Regions from separate parts of the Mus musculus genome. Here region 2 is linked to region 1. The links are chromatin contacts, called in public Hi-C maps. All regions are on one chromosome and are shown on one strand. Each heading gives the region's core, a stretch centred on a gene start, on an enhancer-like site or on the middle of the called end of the contact. The rest is flanking DNA. Distances are from core to core; before and after follow the strand shown.

Evidence for each region. Hi-C and Micro-C count contacts between places; a contact is called where the count stands out from the background.
Region 2: a contact with region 1 is called in a Hi-C map of the N1E-115 cell line, with 15 times the contacts expected there. The contact joins two enhancer-like sites.

What each region holds. Positions count from the first base shown.
Region 1 is chr2:8,674,342-8,679,146 of GRCm38.p6, forward strand. No RefSeq gene overlaps it. Among named protein-coding and RNA genes, the nearest start is that of Gm30957, 270 kb to the right of the region's middle. Within about 2 kb of position 1,925, at least 1 of the 459 cell types and tissues checked has an H3K27ac peak or open chromatin away from gene starts, as enhancers often do. A contact at or near this core is called in the N1E-115 cell line, where this site is marked.
Region 2 is chr2:9,462,634-9,467,438 of GRCm38.p6, forward strand. It overlaps Gm13219 (predicted gene 13219), which reads left to right. Exons shown (of 3, transcript NR_168281.1): 3 at 3,748-4,681. Among named protein-coding and RNA genes, the nearest start is that of Gm13219, 110 kb to the left of the region's middle. Within about 2 kb of position 2,503, at least 25 of the 459 cell types and tissues checked have an H3K27ac peak or open chromatin away from gene starts, as enhancers often do. A contact at or near this core is called in the N1E-115 cell line, where this site is marked.

The DNA.
Region 1 (4,805 bases), core at 675-3,174:
ACAAAAAAAACTTATATTTAAACCTTATATTTTATTGATTACAGAAGTGAAATATCAATGAAAGGAGAGATGTCTTTTGCTATGGTGACAGAGGACAATGAAAGCCAATCACGTTGCATTTCTCCGAGTATTGTAAAGTCATGCTTCCTGAGTGAAGATCCTGAGGTCAAAGAGCTCAGTGCTACAAGTCAACGGGATATCTGAGGGGCAAATGAATCAGACTGAGGGAGCAAGAATTGGTGAAGGGGATGCCTTGATCCCCGTGTTTTAGAGCGGAAGGTCCTGTGTTGGAATTAACCAGCTATAATTCTGGATTTATGATCACGTAATAGCAGCATTAAAAGTGGACAGCAGCAGTATTCAATGAACGGATATCACATTGCATTATGGCCAGGACTAAGGTAAGAACCAATAGCAGCTTAAATAGCACATAGGATTCATAAAGAATAGGTTACAGCTGAGCATAGAGATCAGGGCACCTGCATTTACCATCAGGCTGAGGCAGAAGCAGAGCCAGCTAAATGCCAGCTGTTGCCATCTTAACCCTTTCTGCTAAGCACACAAATTTAAAGCACAACGATGGTTTGTGTCCACAGATACACGAAATATCCCAAGGTGTACAAGCTGCTGCATCTGGGCCAATCACTATGGCCAGTTTAAATCTGACTGTAGGGGTTCTGCCATTGTTTTTAGTTTGTTTGTTTGCTTTGTCTATAAAGTATGTAATAGAATGGGGAAGGAGTAAACAGAAACAGCCAAGACTGACAAAGAACTATGAGGAAAATTCAACAAAGCTGTGGCCAATCAATAGGATAGCTGCAGAAAGAGTACTGTGCCTACTCTTAGTGTTGACATGAATTGAATAAAAAACCACGGCCCCCACAGTTTGAGCACTATTCGCCATCCAGTTACAACATTGGGACACTTAATAAAGGCATGGCCCTAGGAGACCTGTTCTGTAAGAAACCAAAAGCCACTTGTTAAAGGCCATCACTGTGTAAGAGAAAGACAGAGAATGCTGCAGGAGGATTGGACAGGTTTCCCAAACCTGGAGGCTACAGAAGACTTTGATGTAAGCCGTTTTCTTAGTCTGATACAGTCCCGTCTCAGACCAAAGTTATCAGAGGCAATGAGAAGTCACTGTGAAGCCAGGCAAGCTCTTAACAAACTCAGGTTCCTCTTGTGCCATGTGATTAGGTTACAATAATTTGCTAACATGACTTGCAGCTCTAAAATCCCACATTTATGAATGTAAACCACAGTCCCATTGTGAGTTAGAATTTTGCAATCTTCGGGCAAATAACGCTCACATACCGTGTCATCTTCATATGCACACAATATTCTTAGTGTTAAACAACCAACTGAAAAGTTAGTGCAGTACACCCAATCCATGCTTCTATTAAATTCATGGTCAGTTCATCCACAAGATGTCACTGTCTGCCACCATTTGTATTATAATCAGCTTGACCTTTCCTCTATGGCTTTTTCTGCACTTACGTTGATTCAAGTACATTGAGAACAAAACCATTTTTGATGATCTGATACATAAAATTGTATTCAAATTAACAGATCTCAAAGAGTGTATCCATATGTGTTTGGATAGTAGTACCTCAAAGTCTTCTCACATTATCCACTGGCGTTTAACATAAAAATAAAGGCTAGAAGCATACAATTTTATGAAAAGATCCTGTTGCAGGAGAATATGCAAGAGAATAAAAGAAGTTTTCATCATCTTGTGGGGGAATGGGAAAGGATGTTTGCTTTATCTTATAAAATGGCAAGACAGAAAGTCCCGGCCATGTTACGGTGTTTTGCCTCAGATCTTGGCATGACCTGAGGAGTCAGAGAGCAGTAGATATCCAGAGAACCACTCTGAGACTTAAAGTCCTGCAGACTTGGCCCTTTCTGCAGAGTTTTATCACCACTGGTGTCCTCATTTGTGGGAATCTTATCACCATTCAACCTCATGAGCCACACCAGTGCTAGATTGTACCATGCCTTCTGGCTCAGCAGTCCACAGATAACACCTTACCAAAGATAACCTTACCAGATTTAGTGATGTTCCTGTGCCCTACAAGGGAAAGCATGAGAATACTGAGTTCAGGGACTTGTATAATAAAATGCTTCTGTGACAATTTTATCTCTGTTGCCTGCATTTGGCATACTCTTGGAGCTACTCTTAGAAAAACCGTTCTTACATTTAATTGACTGCATAAACTCAAATCACAACTATCAGCACCATCCGATGGTTGCTAGATTCAACCTGTGATCTCTAGGGCCCCCACCACAATGAACAGACTCTAGGAATCATTTTCCGACATTAATTGGAGGACTGACAATGCAAGAATAACAATCAAATGATCAATCTCGATTTTCCAGAACTGCAGTACTCGCAGAGGCCACTGGAGGTCAGTCTTCATTCTAAAACAGGAATCAATTTTGTCACATGTCTTGTCTTACCCCTGCCTGGCTTTGGAGTTTGGATATGTAAGTCAATTTTACATTCTATTATCTTGTGTAGGACTGTTAATTCTATCTAAGACTAATTATATTTTCAATGAATATACAAATTAAAAAGAACACAGATTTTATTTTGTTCTTTGATACATCCACATACCTTCCTACTTTCTTCCTGTTGAGTTCTCTATTAGTTTACAATTTCCACATTAAAGACGTGCTAACGTAACACGGTGACCCTGAGCATCCCATGCTCCGTACCTGTGAAATTTGTGGTCCCATTGTTGATGTCAATAGCACCATAAAGCTAACCAATGTTTTCTTATTGTTTTCAGATTCTTTCTGATGTTCCCAAGACTTTAGGTTCACTGACACTGCACCCATTAATTTGCTTTGGATGGATGCTAGACATCTGGTAGACATATAGAACTAAGTATAAAAGAACTCAGGTTCAAACTCTTATTCTACCATGTATTAACTGAGTGACTCTGATAAAAACTATGTATCCAATGTTGGCCTCCGTCCTCAGTTATTGAATAAAAGTAATATTAACATGTCCCACATGGATGCTCACGAGGACAGAAACAGTGCTTTATTCATGCTAATGATGGCCAGGTTGGTAGATTCATGTTAAAGTTTTAGGAACAGCTATGTCATTGTCCCAGAAGCTAGACTTTGAAGTACATCCTAGAGCAGCTTCATTTCAGAAAAGATGGTGTTACCAACTTTGTGCGAAAGAAGAGGAAATGTAGGAGGAGCAACTGTGTGAAAATCCAGGAGTAACCAATTCCTAGGCACAACTCAGTCAACCAGATAGAGAGTGGGCACAGGGCCCTGGAGCCTGCATTGGACATGCACCATTGCTTTCTGGGCCCCGCATTGTCTTCTAACAAGTTTCTGCATTCCAGGCTTAGTGTTCACTGCTGCACCTGATGGGCAACCAGAATGTCTTGGGTCAACATGTTTCCAGGCTAACAGAAGGCAGACAGGTTTTATCTTCCGTTAGGGCAGATGTCCCTCTTTAGTGCTGTGGAAAAACTGACTGGAGACTATGCCGTATCACCCTGGTCTTTAGAGTGAGTCTACAGACAAGTAGAGAATACTTTCTGTGGAGAACAGTGACATCTCCGTCCTCATGTATACTTAAGGAAGTTGAACACCAAGTTCCCCACTGCCCTAACTCTTTTTGAAATTGGACAGAATACTTTTAACTCTGTCAGATTTGTTTTTCTCAATTCCTAGACTTGCTTCCAAAATTAGATCCAAATAAAGTTTGTTCTATCCCATTTGATAAGATGGACAGGTGCAACTTCAAAGAAACTTCCAACTTGACAAATCCAACTGGGATTTCATGACTGAATGACATTTCCAATGCCACCGTGTCTTCATGGCTTGGCATTCTCAGGACTTCTCAGCATCCTGAACCGATTTTATCTTAGGTAAACTGCTTTTGTGGCTCTTCCCATCTCTCCTTGCCTAGAGGTACCACTTACCTCATCCCACGTGCTTTGCTACTTTCACCTGAATTGTGACCAGTGTATAAACTTGAGATCTCTGATGCATGCATGTACAAGAGGCCTGTAGAGTTTACTGACTGGTTATTTGTGTGGCAGTCATTTAGGACTTTATGTAAAGAATTTCAAATGTGTCATAAATGTTCCTGCCTATCATAAACAATCATTCCAAAAGATATGCAATAAAGATTATTCAAGAAAGCATGGGCAAGCATGCTACTTTAATTATTTTACTGAGTAATAAATAATTAATTGACTATAGAATATAAATGTGACTTTAGGATATGACAGCATTATAACTCTTCTAATATACTTCAGCCAAACATTTGGTTGAGGAGGTGTATTTGAATTTGTAGAGATCTCTGGCAGGGGTACTGTTGCTTTCCTTACATGGATTCCATTATGTTAACATGTGCTTTATGGCCAAACTAGAATTAATCTATTGATTTGGACTCGTGATACCTATTTTCATTCGTCACAATTCAGTTCTTCATTTGTGGGGCTGATTCATAGAGACTAAAAAGAAACAAAATTAAAAAAAAAATTCCCTGCTGCTATAGTAGCAGGTATCAGAGAAAGAATCTTCCCATTATAATTGGTCAAGGCAATGTTTATTCATCTGCTAGAAGGCTTGGTTTCCCAGAGCCCATTGTTCTGTTTCCCTATGCCTGTTTACCGGCGGCAGATTTCACCTGTGGTATTTTCATTTGTCTGTTGAGTTTAAAAGAACATTGAATTAATTTTCTTGGATAAAGAAACCCAGTGATATAATAAAGAGATGCTTTATGTCAATTTAGAACGAAACCCAAATCCTTTGTTTTCAAAATTATCTTT
Region 2 (4,805 bases), core at 1,253-3,752, 790 kb after region 1:
ATGTTTCGTATATGAAATCAGCTGTAGGCAAGACCAGATTTAGGGAAAACAGCAACAAGAAGAGAAACAGTAAAAATTTAGAGGTGGAGAGGATGGCTCGGTTAGTAACGTGCTGTTCAAGAAAAAAGACCTGAGTCCAGTCCCAGAATGCACTCTGTTTACCACACACTTATGGACCCAGTGCCAGAAAGATAGCGACAGGAGGGTCATTGGAATGCTAACCAGCCAGAGTAGCTTATTTGAGCTCTGTGATGGTGAGAGACCCTGTCTCATTAAGCAGCATGGCCAAAAGCAATTTGGGAAGGGAAGAGATGATTTCAGAAAGTAAAGGGAAGAACTCAAGAGAGGAACTTGGAGCGAAGAAATGAAGCAGAGGTCATGGAGGATGCCTGCATACTGTCTTGCTCCTTGTGGCTTGCTCAGTGTGCTTTCTTATGGCCCCTAGGACTACCTGTCCAGGGGTGGCACCACCGACGTGGGCTGGGCCCTCTCTCCCATCTCAATCGTTAATCAAGAGAATGCACCGCATGTTTGCTCCCAGGCCAGTGTTACTGAAGCACTTGCTCACTTGGTAGTCTTTTCCCAAATGGCTCTAGCTTGAGCCAAGTTGACATAAAACTAACCAGTGCCCCATGTCCTCGGCTCCTTTCTCTCCATCTCCACAGAGTGCACTGTGATGAGGCCCTTTCCTTTCCAAAGAAGTGCTAGTGAATATCCCCCTGCTAGTCTCCCTCACTGACCTATATCTGAAGCGTTTACATATCACCAGTAGACAAAGCTTGTCAGACTATGTCTTTGTTGGTAGTAGTGGTGGATGGGTGATTGTTTAGTTGGTTGATTTCACAGTACTGGGTTTTGAATCCTGGGCCTTCTGCATACCAACCAAGTGCTTAAGCACTGAACTTCACACAACCCCAGGCACTAACTTTACTTGAGCTTCTTCTCTCTTACCTTGTCACTTTCCTAGTTATGACCTCCTCGCCATGCCTGCTTGTTTTCCACATCTACACTAAACCATTTTCTCAAGGCACATCATCCATCATTTTAAGTTACTTTTCGAGCTTATTTTCCAATTCACATCTCCAGCTGGTTCCATAATCGCTTCTGCCCTTTCCCCCATTACATCTTAAATCACCCCTCTTGCCCACTCAACTTCCCCAAATCTTACCAATCCTTATCTGCCAACCCAAAGCTTATCCAAAAGGAGTTATAAAGTGTCCTGTCTTAAAGTTGAGAAGAAGACTTTAAGTAGGCCAGAGTAAGAGTTGGATGACTAACCCTAGCACGTAAACTGCCAAGTGCATTGCACGTCTGGGATAGAGTCAAGAACACCCAGGGAAGCCAACCATAGTCGACACCCATTTCTCCTGGATCCTCCTCGTGTGACCAGTTCTGCTGACCCAAATCCTGTGACACTTGTAAACTTCCAACGCTTCCCATTCCAATGATGTTCAGGCAAGCAGGAATCAAGAGAGAGTGATGCTGAGGAATAATTGAGCCCTGGCAATGCAAAACATACCCCCAAATACAGTAGGTAAAGATTGAAAAATTAAAGACAGTGCTCTCTCGCTTGACTGGACATTCAAGCTCAGTAAAAGACAGTTGAAACCTGCTAAGCATACATAATATCATGGAGGACACAACTTGAACACTCTGTGGCTTGAACATTTATAGGGGGTAACAGAATGCATTCATCATTTGGAACTAATTTTACAGTTCACTGGCGTTACACGGAAGCCCTCTGGACTGCTTCTCCTGCGATGAGAAAGTTTCCAGAATGGCAGTTTCCACTGGGTTTCTGCAGCTAACAGTCTCCACTAGAGATGGATGCATTCCTAGCAGTGTGAAATTATAGTGTGGCCCATTGCCTAGGGGGAAGTGCACCAGATCACACCTCTGAGGGCGGTGTGTCTGTGTTTTCAGTTTTGTGTTGGGTTTGGGGGTGGGGGCTCAACTTGAACCTGTCAAGATATACCAGCTGGGGCAAACTTCTCCCTCCTCGTGGTGTCAGATGTTTGTAGGAGTTGTGTTTCTTTTTGATACTGAATCACCCAGGGTTGAAGATGGCTGTTCCTATTTATGAAATGTGTTCTGCTGAGTTTAGGGATGCATTTCTTTTCATCGTTTTTCAAAAGAAACCGAATTGCTTTTTCTGGAGCATGGGTCTCAATCCCCTCTGCATTTCTCTTTGCATGGATGCTATTGTCCTTGAGGTTACAGAGCTCAGGAGAGAAGCTTTCTATAGAAGGAGAAGTCACGTGCTGAGCAAAATGTGTGTGGCGGATTTCTTTCCACCCACAGAAAGCAGCCTCTGGTGTCTCCCATGTCTGAGAGTGCATCTTCCGGGATCTCTCTGCACTGTGCTTAATTCAGTGGGTGGGAAGCATGTGATGGTGCTGCTGCTGCTGCTGCCGCTGTGTAATTCTGCCCTTGCTACCCTCTTCCACTAGATGCAGCTGTCCCTTAGGAATGGAGCTGGATTGTTTATCAGTATTTTCATTGGCCAGAATGATGCTCACTAAGTGTGAGTGGGATGAGTCAGACATAATTACCTGCTCTGAGATGTATAGGACTTGGAACGCCTGTTTATATAAGGATTAAGTAAAAAATGAAACTGTGGCGAAGTGGAAAGATGTTGGAATAGAAACCAGTCCCTGAGGGGCAAAATATTCTAAATAAATTGTTGGGGGAAACCCTTGAGAAATTTGCTTTTCTTTCTCTTTTCCTGTTTTCTCCGAAGCCTGAAAGAGTCTATAGTAGCAAAACTAACTAAAGAGCGACTTCCTTCTTGAAGACCGGGCTCAGGGTCCTGAATCTCTGCACTTGATGACCTTCCTGTGCTAACATTTTTTGAGGGAAAAGGTCAAAGTGCTTTGAGAATTACAGTTAAAGGTAGAGACTGTCCCGGCACTGGATGGATGAGAACTGAACAGGATAAGAGGATGTTGGTTTATTTTGTTAGAGCACAACATATGGATTGAAGTTTGTCTATAGACATTTATTTCTCTTTTTATGAAATAGAACGGACGGAATATAAAGATCTCCTCTCATCATAAGCATATATTTGGTTGAATATAAAGATCTCCTCTCATCATAAGCATATATTTGGGTGAATATAAAGATCTCCTCTCATCATAAGCATATATTTGGGTGATACTTAAATGCTGTACATCAGGGCTCCCCTCCACTCCAAAACAGAAAGGCTTATTTGGGATATTCCCTAAGAGTACAGAATTTGAAACAATCCAAAGAGTAGCTGACCGTAGTTATTAAGGGCTTTAGGGTTGGCTTTAGGGTTTCATGACTGAAATCTGCTAATCACTTACTGTGTGCCTTTGAAGAAGTTTGTGCTTGTTTGTTTTTGTTTGTTCTCTATTTTCTCTTGTTTTTATTCTTTTCCCCCTACTTTTTCTTTTATTTTATGTGTGTGTGTGTGTCTGTGTGTGTCTGTGTGTGTGTGTGTGTCTGTGTGTGTGTGTGTGTGTATGTCTGTGTGTGTATGTCTGTGTGTGTGTATGTCTCTGTGTGTATGTCTCTGTGTGTGTGTGTATGTATGTCTGTGTCTCTGTGTGTGTTTGTGTGTGTGTGTCTGTGTGTGTGTGTGTGTGTGTGTGTGTGTGTGTGTGCAGGTACACAGGAGGCACTCTGGAATGGGGATGCAGGATGGGAGAGGGGAGAAGAGACTACCTCCAAGATCAAACTCCTGTGTCGTTGCATCATGACTTTTTGTTTTTGTTTTCTTTTTAGACAAAAGCTTCAATTTAAGTGGAGTATGCAAATTCAACGAGGCTAGCTGGCCACTGAACATCATGGACACTCCTGTTTCTGTCTCCCCAACAACAGGATGACAAAGACATCAACATGTCTGGCTCGGTTTCTTTTTTAACATGAGTTCTGGAGTGCAAGCTCTGGTCCTCATACTTGTACAGTAAGGACTTTCCAGACTGAGCTAACTCCAGCTGAAGTTTCTTCAGGCTGGGGAGAAAGCTCCGAAAGAAAAGCACTTGCCACCTGTGGAACTGTGAGGACCAGAGTTCAGATTCCCAGAACTCACATAAAAAGCAGGGGTGAAGGGATGATCCTAACACTGAGGAGCAGCAATGGGGATCCTGGGAACAAGCAAGCCAGGCAGACTAGCTCCAGAGTCAGCAAGAGACCTTGTCTCAGTGCATAATGAATGAGTAACTGAGGAAGACACCTGACTGACATCAATCTTGGAACTTTCTACTGACACCCGTGTGTCAGCACATACACACGTAATCGCATACATGTGAACACACACATACAGGCACGATAGAGAAGTTTCCTAATCTATTTGAACTCAGCTGTTCAGCTAAAACAGAAGGGACCTGTCTCACACAGTTTTGATGACTGATCAGTCAATACATTAATTCTTACTGCAATAACTAAACTAATATTGTTGCAATTTATGTCCTACAGAGAGCTTTTAGTTAATACCCTAATATGGTACTTGAAGCTGAAAAGTTTCTGGGTATCTGTGGTCCTATGAGATTAATATCGGGAGAGTAATTTTGTTTTCTATAATATGTTCAAAAGGCTATGAGTTTGATCATATCCAATGTTATTAATCTGATGATGACTAACTACCTTTCAGTAAAAACTGATATGTTTATGAAATATGGTATTTAAATAATAAAGGAAGCTAAGGAGTAAAAAACAATCAATGAAATGTCTAACTGATATTATCCTTTGATGGAAAAAATGGGATATGAATTTTCTTGCTTTTCCTTTGCACTATATATCCCACATTTTGTCAACATAAAGTCTCAAGGAACAGAAAAATG